Regions from separate parts of the Sus scrofa genome. Here region 2 is linked to region 1. Evidence: chromatin contacts called from public Hi-C data. All regions are on one chromosome and are shown on one strand. Each heading gives the region's core, a stretch centred on a gene start, on an enhancer-like site or on the middle of the called end of the contact. The rest is flanking DNA. Distances are from core to core; before and after follow the strand shown.

Region 1 (5,805 bases), core at 1,555-4,054:
GTTAACTTTAAGACTTACCAAAATTAAAGTAAGGGGCTCTTTGGGGCCCTTTGAAAATGTTGAAATAGAGGAGTTCCCGTTGTGCAGTGGAAACGAAACTGACTAGTATCTATGAGGATGCAGGTTCAATCCCTGGTCTCACTTAGTGGGTTGGGGATCCGGCGTTGCTGTGAGTTGTGGTGTAGTCACAGATGCAGCTCAGATCCTGCGTTGCTGTGGCTGTGGTGTAGGCCGGCAGCTGTAGCTCTGATTCGATCCCTAGCCTGGGAACGTCCATATGCTGCAGATATAAAAAGCAAAAAAAAAAAAAAAAAAAAAAAGTTGAAATAGGTAAAAGAATGGTTGTCCTCTTTCACAACAATAGTATGAATATTTACCTTGTTAAAATTCATTAACATTTAAGGGACCACTAAGAAAGGGCCTAGCCGAAATCTTAATGTTTGACAGTCTTAACAACTCAGTTTTATCATTGTGTATAGCACACACTTCCCTAGACTGTGCATGTATTAGCCTGCCTGTGACAGCAGGCAGTGTGGATGGGGTGTAGCCAAAACAAAAAACAAAACAAAACCCTGCCTCCTGTAAACATGGTGGGGGCATGTGAGAAGGGCTTTGTCAGCTGTGGAGAGATGAGGGCAGCCCCCAGTCGAGAGCCAGAAAGGATATGGAGTCCTCCAGCATGAAAAGCTGGATTCCACCAACAGTCTGCCTGGAGAGAGCTCATGTTCAGAGCCTCCATCCAGAATGCAGCCCTGCTCGCTCCCCCATGAGGCGGTTCAGCCGTGCTGACCCACAGGACCTGGGAGACAACAGGTGGGTGATGTTGCTTTAAGCTGCTGCTGCTTTTTTTTTTTTTTGTCTTTTCCAGGGCCGCTCTGGCGGCACATGGAGGTTCCCAGGCTAGGGGTCCAATCGGAGCTGCAGCCACCGCCTACACCAGAGCCACAACAACGCAGGATTTGAGCCGCATCTGCAAACTACACCACAGCTCACGGCAACACCAGATCCTTAACCCACTGAGCAAGGCCAGGGATCGAACCCACAACTTCATGGTTCCTAGTCGGATTTGTTAACCACTGAGCCACGACGGGAACTCCTGCGTTAAGCTTCTTAAAAAGAGACTCCTCTCTGTTCGAGGCAGGGTTTGAAAGCGGTTTGTCGTGACATTTTCCCATGTTTATCATATTTAGTATTTTCACCTCCACTTGTGTAGTGCTTTTTATCAGAGTGGCCTGGGTTATGGAGAGTCAGAGAACTTAAGCTCTCTTGGAATTGTTTTTCTCCAAGAACCTAATTTTACTACTTTGGGGGACCTTTGTGACACCATTACTCCTTTCTGAAGCAGTGCCCTAGCTGGCCGGAAGTGCAGACGTCGTTTGTAGACTCGGGTAGTAAGTACAGGTTATAGCGCCGTTTTCTGCCCGTGGTCCTTGGGGTTCTGTTTTCAGTTATGGAACAGAGCACTCAAATGAATTTCTGATGATCTCTTTTCAGGTCCACACTGCCAGGAAGTAGAAAACAGTCATCCAGGTGTGGTGTTTTCATCTCGAACATTTCTAGTTGTTGATTTCCATTGTTTAGGTTCATGATCATCCCCGAATCTTCGAAGCCGTTTATTCGGTGGCATACTATGCTTTTCTGTTCGTCCTCTTGGATCATAGTGGGTCCAATGAGGTCAGCTGATTTTTCAGCTGATGACACTAAACAGCATTTCTCTGCGGGGTTGTCAGGTGGCCCGGTGTGTCAGTATCGTGAATCCTAACTTGGTGTGTTTGGAGATTTAGAACACCCAAAAGAGTCACAGCATTATCACGAGTAAATAGAACAATAAATAATTATACCTCATCTGCTTCATGAATAGCTTAGTTTACCATCATGTCGTAACTAAATTGGGAGTGTCGGAAGTGTTTTAAAATTGGATGAATTGCTTCTTTCATTTTTATTTGCAGTTTCTTTTTTGCTTATCTTTGAGAAAACAGGAAAGATTTTCATTTCCCTTGTGATTTGCATGCGTTCACATCGTTTTTCCCCCAAGCGTGCTGTCTGCCCAGGGATTTCTCAGTCCCAAGAGCCTCACTCGCATGTTCTTTTTCTTGGTGATTCTGCAGCAGAGGGGGAGCAGTGGACCTGTGCACCTGCTTGGTGGACTATCTCAGGGGACAGGGATGTGTTTCTTCAGAGAGCTGGTTGTATATATATTCTTCTGTCTTCAGTGGAAAAATAAAGAGGGTTTTATTTCATTGAAAATAACTCCATTTTTCCTTCTCTCTCAATGTAATAAAGTTTTTGCTGGGGAAGGTTCCCATGTTATTCCAGCAGAGTATCCTAAGGTGATTTGGAAGATTGTTAAGTTGTTTTGATAATTTTTTTCTATGAGGCATGAGCTTATTTTTGTCTTCCTTCTTCCAAGTTAATTTTTTGATGGAAAATTATTACTCCTCCCTAAATGGGAGTCTGAAAAATAAAACCAGGTCCTATAATTGCTAGTGCTCTCCATACCAGTCAGTGGCGCTCTGGGCTGAGGACAGATAAATAACAGTTGCCTGCATCCTGTGTTCAGGGTTAACAAAAGGTGGTGGGAACTTTCTACAAATACAAGATGCACTTTGCATACAACAGCAGACGCGCAGGCTGGAAACTGAACGTGGTACCTCGGAGTCTCTGGCTGCTGATGGGATGAGCCCTGGGCTCTCGGGGCTGGTTGCTGTGCGCAGCCGAGGTTTCTCCTTTGAGCCACGCAGGCTGCAGATCGTGTACAGCCCCGAGATCCCGCTGAACGTTTTCTCAGGTTTGGGAAAGAGACTCGGGAATGCCCCACGTGATCTGGGATAGTGGTGCCGTGTTAGGGACGAGGTGGGGAAAGCTCACTCTCCAGGGAAGAGAAAGATCTACTTCTGAATATTTATAACTTTTTCCCTTAGAATGGCAGGAAGAAAATAGATTTTAGGGCCAGTGCTTTGACTTTTCTGCAAAGACTGAAGTTTCGTGTAAAGGATTTTACTCTTCAGTCAGAAGAATGTGCGATGACTTGGGCCAGGTCCCAGACGTCTATATTCTACCCAAAATTGGTATTATTTTTTTTTGGACAGAAGGCTGGCTGGGGGCCGAATGTGGTTTTTGCTTCGTCACGCCTTTCTCTTGAGTGTATGCTTTGTGTGTTTCAGCGCTTCAGTGCCGTACTCTGCAGCCAAGACACCTCACCCCGTGCTGAGCCCCGTGACTGCTAACCAGACTAAGCAGGTAACTTGCCAAGTTTTGCTTTGCTCACGTGACATGCAGTGACTGCCTTTGTCCCTGAAGACAGTACTCTTTGAAGTCCTTATGTTGATGAAATGACCTGTAAGTCTGACAAAGGCTTGGGATGCTTTCCCCACAGTTTATACCAGGCTTTATGTAGTAGGTCGGTCAGGACCTGACACTGTCTTTGGGGGCCGTTTGACATTCTGCATCTAGTCATCTCCAGTCATAGCTCTGATACCTTGTATTCGTATGGGCAGTCTGGGTTGGAATTTACTTTCATTTAACCCGCCTCAGTTAACCCAGACTGCTGCCCCATGCAGTAGACCAGACAGGTGTTCGGGTATGTTCCATTAATGAAGGCTCAGGGAACTGACGCAGGCTGACCAGAGCCGGAACCCAAGTCATCCGCCTTCTTCCTGTCTCCCGCTTTGTTCATTGTCCCTTTCGGTATCAGCCTCTGGGGAATCGGGTCTCATGCTTTCTTCTGCAACCTCGGTTTTTCAGACCTTGCATATTCAGTGATTTTGTTATGTCTACTTTCTGGCTTTTGCCTGGTAAACATTGTCTCTTACAAAACTAGGTTATGTTATAAACAGTTGAGCAAATCCGGAAGAAAATGATAGGAGATGGCTGAAAGGTAGACCAGTGTTTCTCTGAAACTTTCCCGAGAGAACTTGGTTCCTCTGCTGCTCTAATATCTGTCTCTAGAAAAGTGATTTTAGATCATGTTTGAGATTGAACCTCAGAACCTGCCATAGTGAGTTCTCAGACTTGGCATCCTGCTCCTTAGTTTGCCGTGACTTATCATGGCATTTAAACTATTAGCATTTAGTGTTTCTTCTGGAGGTTTCATGTTCAGATAAGGGGACCCATGGTAAAGCGTAAATCATGACAAACGAGAGTAAAAGAACATCGACTGGAGATGGATAAGTTGAAGAGTTTTGCTTTTTAATCTTATCATAAGTCTATTGATGACCAGAACTTATTCTATTCATTTCTTTTTTTTGTTTGTTTGTTTTTTCTAGGGCCGCTCCTGCAGCATATGGAGCTTCCCAGGCTAGGGGTCTGATTAGAGCTGTAGCTGCCAGCCTGCACCACAGCCATAGTAACATCAGATCCGAATTGAGTCTGCGACCTACACCACACAGCTCACGGCAACGCTGGATCCTTAACCCACTGAGCGAGGCCAGGGATCGAACCCACACCTCATGGTTCCTAGTCGGATTCGTTAACCACTGAGCCACAACGGGAACTCCTCTATCATTTATTTCTGCCTTCACTTGTGTATCACATATTCCAGCACCTTTCATGTGCCAAGTGTTGTGTCAGGCACTGAGGCAATAACCACAAGCTAAACAGGCGTGGCTTCTTTTTTGGTGCTTGCAGGATATTCCTGTCTCTGATAGCATCCTACATGTGGTAAGCATTTAAAAATATGGGCCTACGTTGAAACTTAAAAAACAAAACTAAATAAAAGTGTTTGTACTTGCTTCTTTAAATTATCATTTAACATGTTCCTTATTTCAGAAGCTGGTTTGTGGTTTCACATAAATGCTTTGCTTCTGTTCTAGGGGTCGCTGATAAATTCCCTAAAGCCACCCGGGTCCACCCCAGCATCCAGTCAGTTGTCATCTGGTGATAAAGCTTCAGGTCAGTTTGTACTTTTGTCTTAGTGAAAATAAGGTATTTTCTAAGCTCCACAATGGAAATAATTGTTCTGGATCACAAAGGCAGCTGATGTGAAATCAGGTAAAGATGCATTTGAAAGGCCTCAGATACAGTTGCTGTAGAATCTCTGGGAAATTAACAAGCCCTGTGAGAACAGTAGGCGAAAACCTGGCTTTGAATGTTTTTCCTGAACAGAAGCACAGATGCCTTTGCTGGATGTCGAAGTTGAGAGCAGAGTGAATTGGAACATTGAGCTAATAACTCTGCTTCTTCTACTAACAGGAAAGAGAATCTCTCTGGAGTTCCAGCGACAAGTCCAGAGATGGGGAAATACAGAAAGGAAATGGATCTGACAAGATATGATCTCAGAGTAGATCTAATCCAGTATTCCTGAGCGAGGCCAGGAATTAAACCCTCATCCTCATGGGTACTAGTTGGGTTCATTACCGCTGAGCCACTATGGGAACTCCATCAAGGATTCTTTGGAGATCATTTGTCTCTCCTGAAGTTAAGAATCAGGAGTTCCTGTCAAACCTGGAAGGACAGGCCTCACTCATTTTAATGGGGGCCTGGGACCTCACTGGACAGTTGTACCCTCTAAGTTTTACCAGTAGTCAGGCAATAGTTCAGGCTGTCTTTGTTGTTGTTTTTGTCTTTTTCTAGGTCCGCATCCGTAGCATATGGAGGTTCCCGGGCTAGGGGTCTAATCGGAGCTGAGGCCGCTGGCCTATGCCAGAGCCTCAGCAACGTGGGATCCAAGCCGCGTCTGCAACCTACACCACAGTTCATGGCAACGCCAGATCCTTAACCCACTGAGCGAGGTCAGGGATTGAACCCACATCCTCATGGTTCCTAGTCGGGTTTGTTAACCACTGAGCCACGACAGGACCTCCAAGA
Region 2 (5,805 bases), core at 1,303-3,802, 140 kb after region 1:
AGCTGTGGCAAACACCAGATCCTCAACCCACCATGCTGGGCCAGAGACCGAACCTGCGCCACTGCAGAGAAAATGCCTGATCCTGATCCTACTGCACCATAGCGGGAACTCCATCAATTCTCTTATCTTTAATGGGGCGGACAGACAGGTGTGTGAAGACGGCGGCACTTTGAGACCCTGCCCGGAGGGCCCTCCAGCCTCTGGCCGAGAGCCCCACCGACCTCACCAGGCACCTCCTGGCTCCCAGAGCAAACATCTGGGCTTCCAAAGAAGCAGCTGCCCCTCTCCCAGCCCCAGCCAGCAGGGTCCCCTCCTCTGAAGGGTCACGCTCCAGCTCCCAGGGTTCTCTCACACCAGGTCTTCCTGTGGTGATAACCCCCTTCCTGCCCCTGGAGCGCCCTCCCCACTTGGCCCAACTCGGAAGAGGGGCCGGAAGGTGGCAGGTTTATCTTCCGCGCCTTCCGAGGGCCGCCCGGCTGGAATGTGTCCTCTGATAACAACTGGTTGTGAGGGGCTGGGGCAGGGCGGGCTCCCGTCGTGGGCTCTCTGAGACATGTGGGGCTGGCTGATAAGGCCAGGAGCCAAAGCCCCCTTTGGACAAGCTCTGGGCGGCGTCTGAGAAGGGCCCAAGGTTCATAGCACTTCCTCCCATCCATCAGATGTGAAGGGGGCGCAACCTGGGGTGGCCGAGTGTTGGGGGCGGCAGGAAAGGACCCAGCTCAGGGGCCGGGGGATGAGGACACAAAAAGAGGAATTCTCTAGAAATGAAACTTGGATTCCTTCCTTCAACAAATGCTGAGCTGAAAAACACACGAAAACTGATGCTGAGCTGAATGAGCGCATCTAGAACCAAGGTGAAGCAGAAGACCTGGGTTTGAGTCCTGGCTCTGTCACTGAGGGGCAGCTGACTCTGCCTTGGGGGCCTCAGTTTCTTCATCTGTGAGATGGGGAGAACAGGTATCCTGTGAGGCTTCGAGGAGGGGACATGGGTATCTCGGGCCGCGCCCTGGTGCCTGGAAGGTAAATCGTTATAAACCCTAACTGGGGAACTCAAGGGCTGGGTGGTGGAGAAATGTTCCCACCTCCACCTCCCTCTGCAAGGCTGTGTACAATGACAAGGAGGCTCTTGTGGGGTGGGGTGTGGGCAGCCTCCTGGAGCCTGTGGGAAAGTGGGTGCAGAAGGCTGAGCCAGAAGCCAGAAGGCTTCTCTCCTGGGGCGCCTGTCTTTTTTTTTTTTAATGAGTGTAATGTTTATTTTAGATTCTCTCTCTCTCTAGCTTTTTTTTTTTTTTTTTTTTTTTTTTAGTTTTTTGTCTTTTTTGCCACAAGGCAGCATGTGGTAATTCCCCGGCCAGGGACCAAACCTGCACCATACAGCAATGACCAGAGACACAGTGAAGAACACAGGAGCTGAACCCACTAGACCATCAGAGAACTCCCTGGCTCTTCTCTTTTGCTGCATCCGGCTCATTTCACCCTCTGCAGTCTGGCTCCCTCTGTTGCCATGGCCACCCCACCGCCCCCCTCACCTGCATCCAGGACCTCTTCCCTCAGACAGCGCCCATCCCACGCGAGATTCCCTGAGACCTAATTCCAAATATCCCGAGAGCTCATCGGCGGGGCCATGGACAGACCTGGCTTCTGTTGGGCCCCCAGCTGAGCCCAGTCCACTTTGGCTGCCAGCTGGGGACCCCATGTCAGGCAGACAGGGAGCTCTCTGAGAACCAGGCTGGGCTGCCCCCACTGAGGCACCCTCTGTGACAAGGACAGGCTGCCACAGGCCCTCCAGAAAAGGTCTCTTCTGGAAAAGCAGCTCCTGCTCCTTGGCTCGTCTCGTGTGCCCAGCCATGGAAGGGCACTGCCTCGCTACAGCCCTGAACAGGCTTCCTATCTCCACCTCACTGTCAGGTGAAGTGACTTGCCCCCAGGCCACCTGGCAGCTCAGACCCGCAGGGCCTCCAGCCTGGGGTGGGCAGTGCCGGGGGGAGAGAGGACGCTGGGGAGTCAAGAATATTCCTGCTGGGCTCAGCCTCTGAGTCTTGTGATGCTGAAATTCAAGAGCCCCCTGACTCAGCAGGATATTAATAAGCCTGGCGGACTCCCAGGGGACCAGCTCTGCCTGGGGCCAGAGCAGAAGGACTTCTAGCCCAGTGGCCTGGGATCTCCCAATGTCCAGAGCCGGCCCCATGGCCCCAGCTCCTGCCCCTCCCCCTCTGCCTGCCCCAGCCCAGCCTCTCCTGGCAGTAATTCATGGGGCTATGGGGGGGTGAGGAGAACTTTCCCCACGGCTGAGTGGGCCTGGACAAATCTCACTGAGCTTAGAAGCATCTAGAAGAGACGAAGCAGGAGAGACAGAACCAAAGAGCCTGGGGGAGGCAGGGTCATTGGTTAATGGTCTGGGTTCAAGTTTGGCTCTCCCACGTCTAACTTGGAGACTTGGGACCAATCACTTAACAATGCTGAGTGTGGTTTCTTAATCTTCAAAGTGGGATCCTAACAGCTTAGTCCTGGCTTTGGTGTGAGGATCCAATGAGGTGGTTGTCGCAAAGGGCAAGTTCCAGGAATGCCAGCTCCTCCTCACCTGTCATCACCACTGTCGCAGCTGATGGGCTGGATGGTCCATTCTGGACTGGGTTTCTGTCCCACAGCGCTCTCTAGTGGGAAAAGGTGGTTCCTGCAGGGACTCCCTGCAGGTTGTGTGGGCATCTCTGCTTCTGAGCCCCAAAAGGTCCAAGATGTCGCCTTTCGGATTGGCTTAAGCTCATGGCCCCTGTGACATACTGGCAGGGCAGGCAACGAGGAAGAAGACCCACTCCCTTCCCTTCGAAGTTCAAAACACGACAGGCTGGTTTGGCATCAGCCCCATTGTGCGCCAGCCCCCTCCACCCTAGGGTCAAGCCACCACCGCCCTGGTCCTCAGAGACCTCATCGACAAACAGGAAGCCTTGAAGACCAGCATAGGAGCTGGGCGCTCAGGAAGTGGCAGCCGACCAGGTGCTGGCCCACCAGCACTTAGGGGACTGTGATTCACTCCAGCCAGCGGCCCTGAGGGTGGTGGATTCAGAGAGGGCGAGGCCTGGGGTCCTGGGGCGGCAGGGTCCTTTCCAGGGCTGCCTAAGTGGAATTTTTCTTTCTTTTTTTTTTTTTTTTTTGGCCTCGCCCGTGGCATGTGGAAGTTCCCAGGCTTGGGATCAAACCTGAGCCACAGCAATGACAACGCCAGATCCTTAACTGCCAGGGCCCAAGGGAAGTCCCCAAGTGAAACATTTGCCTTCAGCAGACCCAGCGTGTCTTCTGCCTGCTTCCTAGCACCTGCTGCTGCCCCAGACTGGACATCCTGTGAGCTTAAACCCCCTGCTTCGGGCTCACACACCATTGAGGAGTTCCCTCGTGGTACAGCTGGTTAAGGATCTGGTGTTGTTACTGCAGCACCCCATTCCCTGCTGTGGCACAAGTTCAATTCCTGGCCCAGAAATACCCACATGCCACCGGCACGGCCCCCCCCAAAAAAAGCCATTGAAATTTTGACAAAGATTGTATTGAATCCGTATATTTCTTTGGGTAGTATTGTCATCTTAACAACACTAAGTCTTTCAATCCAATGTCTTTCCATTGATGTACGTCTCCTTTTATTTCTTTCAGCAATATATACATTTTTTTTTTTTGGTATTTTTAGGGCCATACCCTCAGCATATGGAGGTTCCCAGGCCACGGTCGAATTGGAGCTGCAGCTGCCGGCCTACACCACAGCTCACAGCAACACCAGATCCTTAATCCACCAAGGGAGGCCAGGGATCAAACCAGCATCCTCATGGATACTAGTCAGCTTCGTTTCTGCTGAGCCACGATGGGAACTCCTATTTCTTTCAGCAATATTTTGTAGTTTTCAGTGTGCAAGTCTTACCCTTTCTTTGCTGAATTTGTTCCTAAACATTTTATTCTTTTTGTGTGATTATAAATTAATAATTGTTCTCAGAGTTCCTGTCGTGGCTCAGTGGTTAACGCATCTGACTAGGAACCATGAGGTTGTGGGTTCAATCCCTGGTCTTGTTCAGTGGGTTAAGGATCCGGTGTGGCCGTGAGCTGTGGTGTAGGTCGCAGACTCTGCTCGGATCTGGCATGGCTGTGGCTGTGGCGTAGGCTGGAGGCTACAGCTCTGATTAGACCCCTAGCCTGGGAATTTCCATATGCCACAGGAGCGGCCCTAGAAAAGACAAAAAGACCCCCCCAAAATTATAATAATAATAATTGTTCTCTTTATTTCCTTTCTGGGATTGGTCACTTTGGCATATAGAAATACAACTGATAGCCGAATGATGATTGCATATCCTTCAACCCTGCCGAATTCACGTACTAGCTCTAATAGCGTTTTTTTGGTAGTTGCTTTAGGATTGTCTATGTATAAGATCATGTCATCTGCGAATAGAGATAATTTCACTTCTTCCTTTCCAGTGGGGAAGCCTTCGATTCCTTGTGCTTGCCTGACTGCTCTGGCTAGAATTTCCAGTACAATGTGGAATAGGAGCAGCAAAAGCAGCATCCTTACTTTGCTCCTGCAGAACCTGGGTCTTGAACCCACACCAGACTCTCTGTTCTAGTTCAGCCTGATTCTTGATTCAGGCAGGAGATTACAGTGTGTGCTTGTAAGGCCAAAGAAACAGGTGGAAAGGGAGGAAGCCAGTGCATTAACCCACCATAGTATTTATGCCCCACCCAACTGCCAGAGCGGGCAGGTGAGAGGCAGTGCTGGTCTCAGCTGTGGCTTGAAACCAGACTTTGGACAAGTGCCCCAAAGCCTTTGCACGTGAAGGCTTGAGTCCCTGATGGCAGACCGCCTGGCAGCCTGTGGCACGAGCCTGTAGCAAGCTGTGATGGTGCAGTGCCTCCCATGGGCTGGGCTCCTGCCCTTCCAGGGACATGTCTTGAAGGAAACCCTTAACTATATTAGTGTAGTATATTGAACCCCTACAAGAAAATGAAGGGTTTTTAAGAAAATTTTTTTATTAAGGCATAGTTGATTTACAGTGTTGTGCCAATTTCTATTGTACTGCAAGGTGACCCGGTCATACTTATATATAGTCTTTTTCTTACATTATTTTCCATCATGGTCTGTCCCAGGAGCCTGTATATAGTTCCCTGTGCTGTACAGTAGGACCTTGTTGTTTATCCATTCTAAACAGAATAGTTTTCCTCTATGAACCTCAAACGCCCAGTCCATCCCACTGCCTTCCCACCTCCCCTTTGGCAACCACAAAATCTGTTATCTGTGTCTGTGAGTGTGCGTCTTTTATAGATAGGTTCATTTGTGCCATGTTTTAGATTCCACATCTAAGTGATATCATATGGTCTTTGTCTTTCTCTTTCTGACTTACTTCACTTAGTGTGAGAGTCTCTAGTTCCATCCATGTTGATTATTTTGTGCTTTTTTATGGCTGAGTAGTATTCCATTGTGTATATGTACCACATCTTCTTAATCTGTTCTTCTTGCAAAGGACATTTGGATTGTGTCCATGCCTTGGCTATTGTGAATAGTGCTGCTATGAACATGTGGATACATGTGTTTTTTTGAATTATAGTTTTGTCCAGATATATGAGCAGGAGTGGGATTGCTGGGTCCTATGGTAGGTCTATATTTAGTTTTCTGAGGTACCTCCATACTGTTTTCCATGGTGGTTGTGCCAATATACATTCCCACCAACAGTGTAGGGGGGTTCCCTTTTTCCACACCCTCTGAAGCGTTCGTTCTTTGTGGACTTATTAGTGACGGCCATTCTGTCTGGTGTGAGGTGGCACCTCACCGCAGTT

Evidence for each region. Hi-C and Micro-C count contacts between places; a contact is called where the count stands out from the background.
Region 2: a contact with region 1 is called in a Hi-C map of psoas muscle, with 2.2 times the contacts expected there. The contact joins two enhancer-like sites. A contact is called at or near these places in 1 of 5 promoter capture datasets (liver), 8 of 47 Hi-C or Micro-C datasets (embryonic fibroblasts, fetal heart ventricle, heart right ventricle and 4 more) and 1 of 2 datasets of contacts at active chromatin or transcription factors (skeletal muscle).

The regions. Positions count from the first base shown.
Region 1 is chr1:271,168,762-271,174,566 of Sscrofa11.1, forward strand. It overlaps NUP214 (nuclear pore complex protein Nup214), which reads left to right. Exons shown (of 35, transcript XR_002337892.1): 25 at 3,165-3,240; 26 at 4,812-4,890. Among named protein-coding and RNA genes, the nearest start is that of NUP214, 68 kb to the left of the region's middle. Within about 2 kb of position 2,805, at least 7 of the 83 cell types and tissues checked have an H3K27ac peak or open chromatin away from gene starts, as enhancers often do.
Region 2 is chr1:271,304,344-271,310,148 of Sscrofa11.1, forward strand. No RefSeq gene overlaps it. Among named protein-coding and RNA genes, the nearest start is that of PRRC2B, 30 kb to the right of the region's middle. Within about 2 kb of position 2,553, at least 11 of the 83 cell types and tissues checked have an H3K27ac peak or open chromatin away from gene starts, as enhancers often do.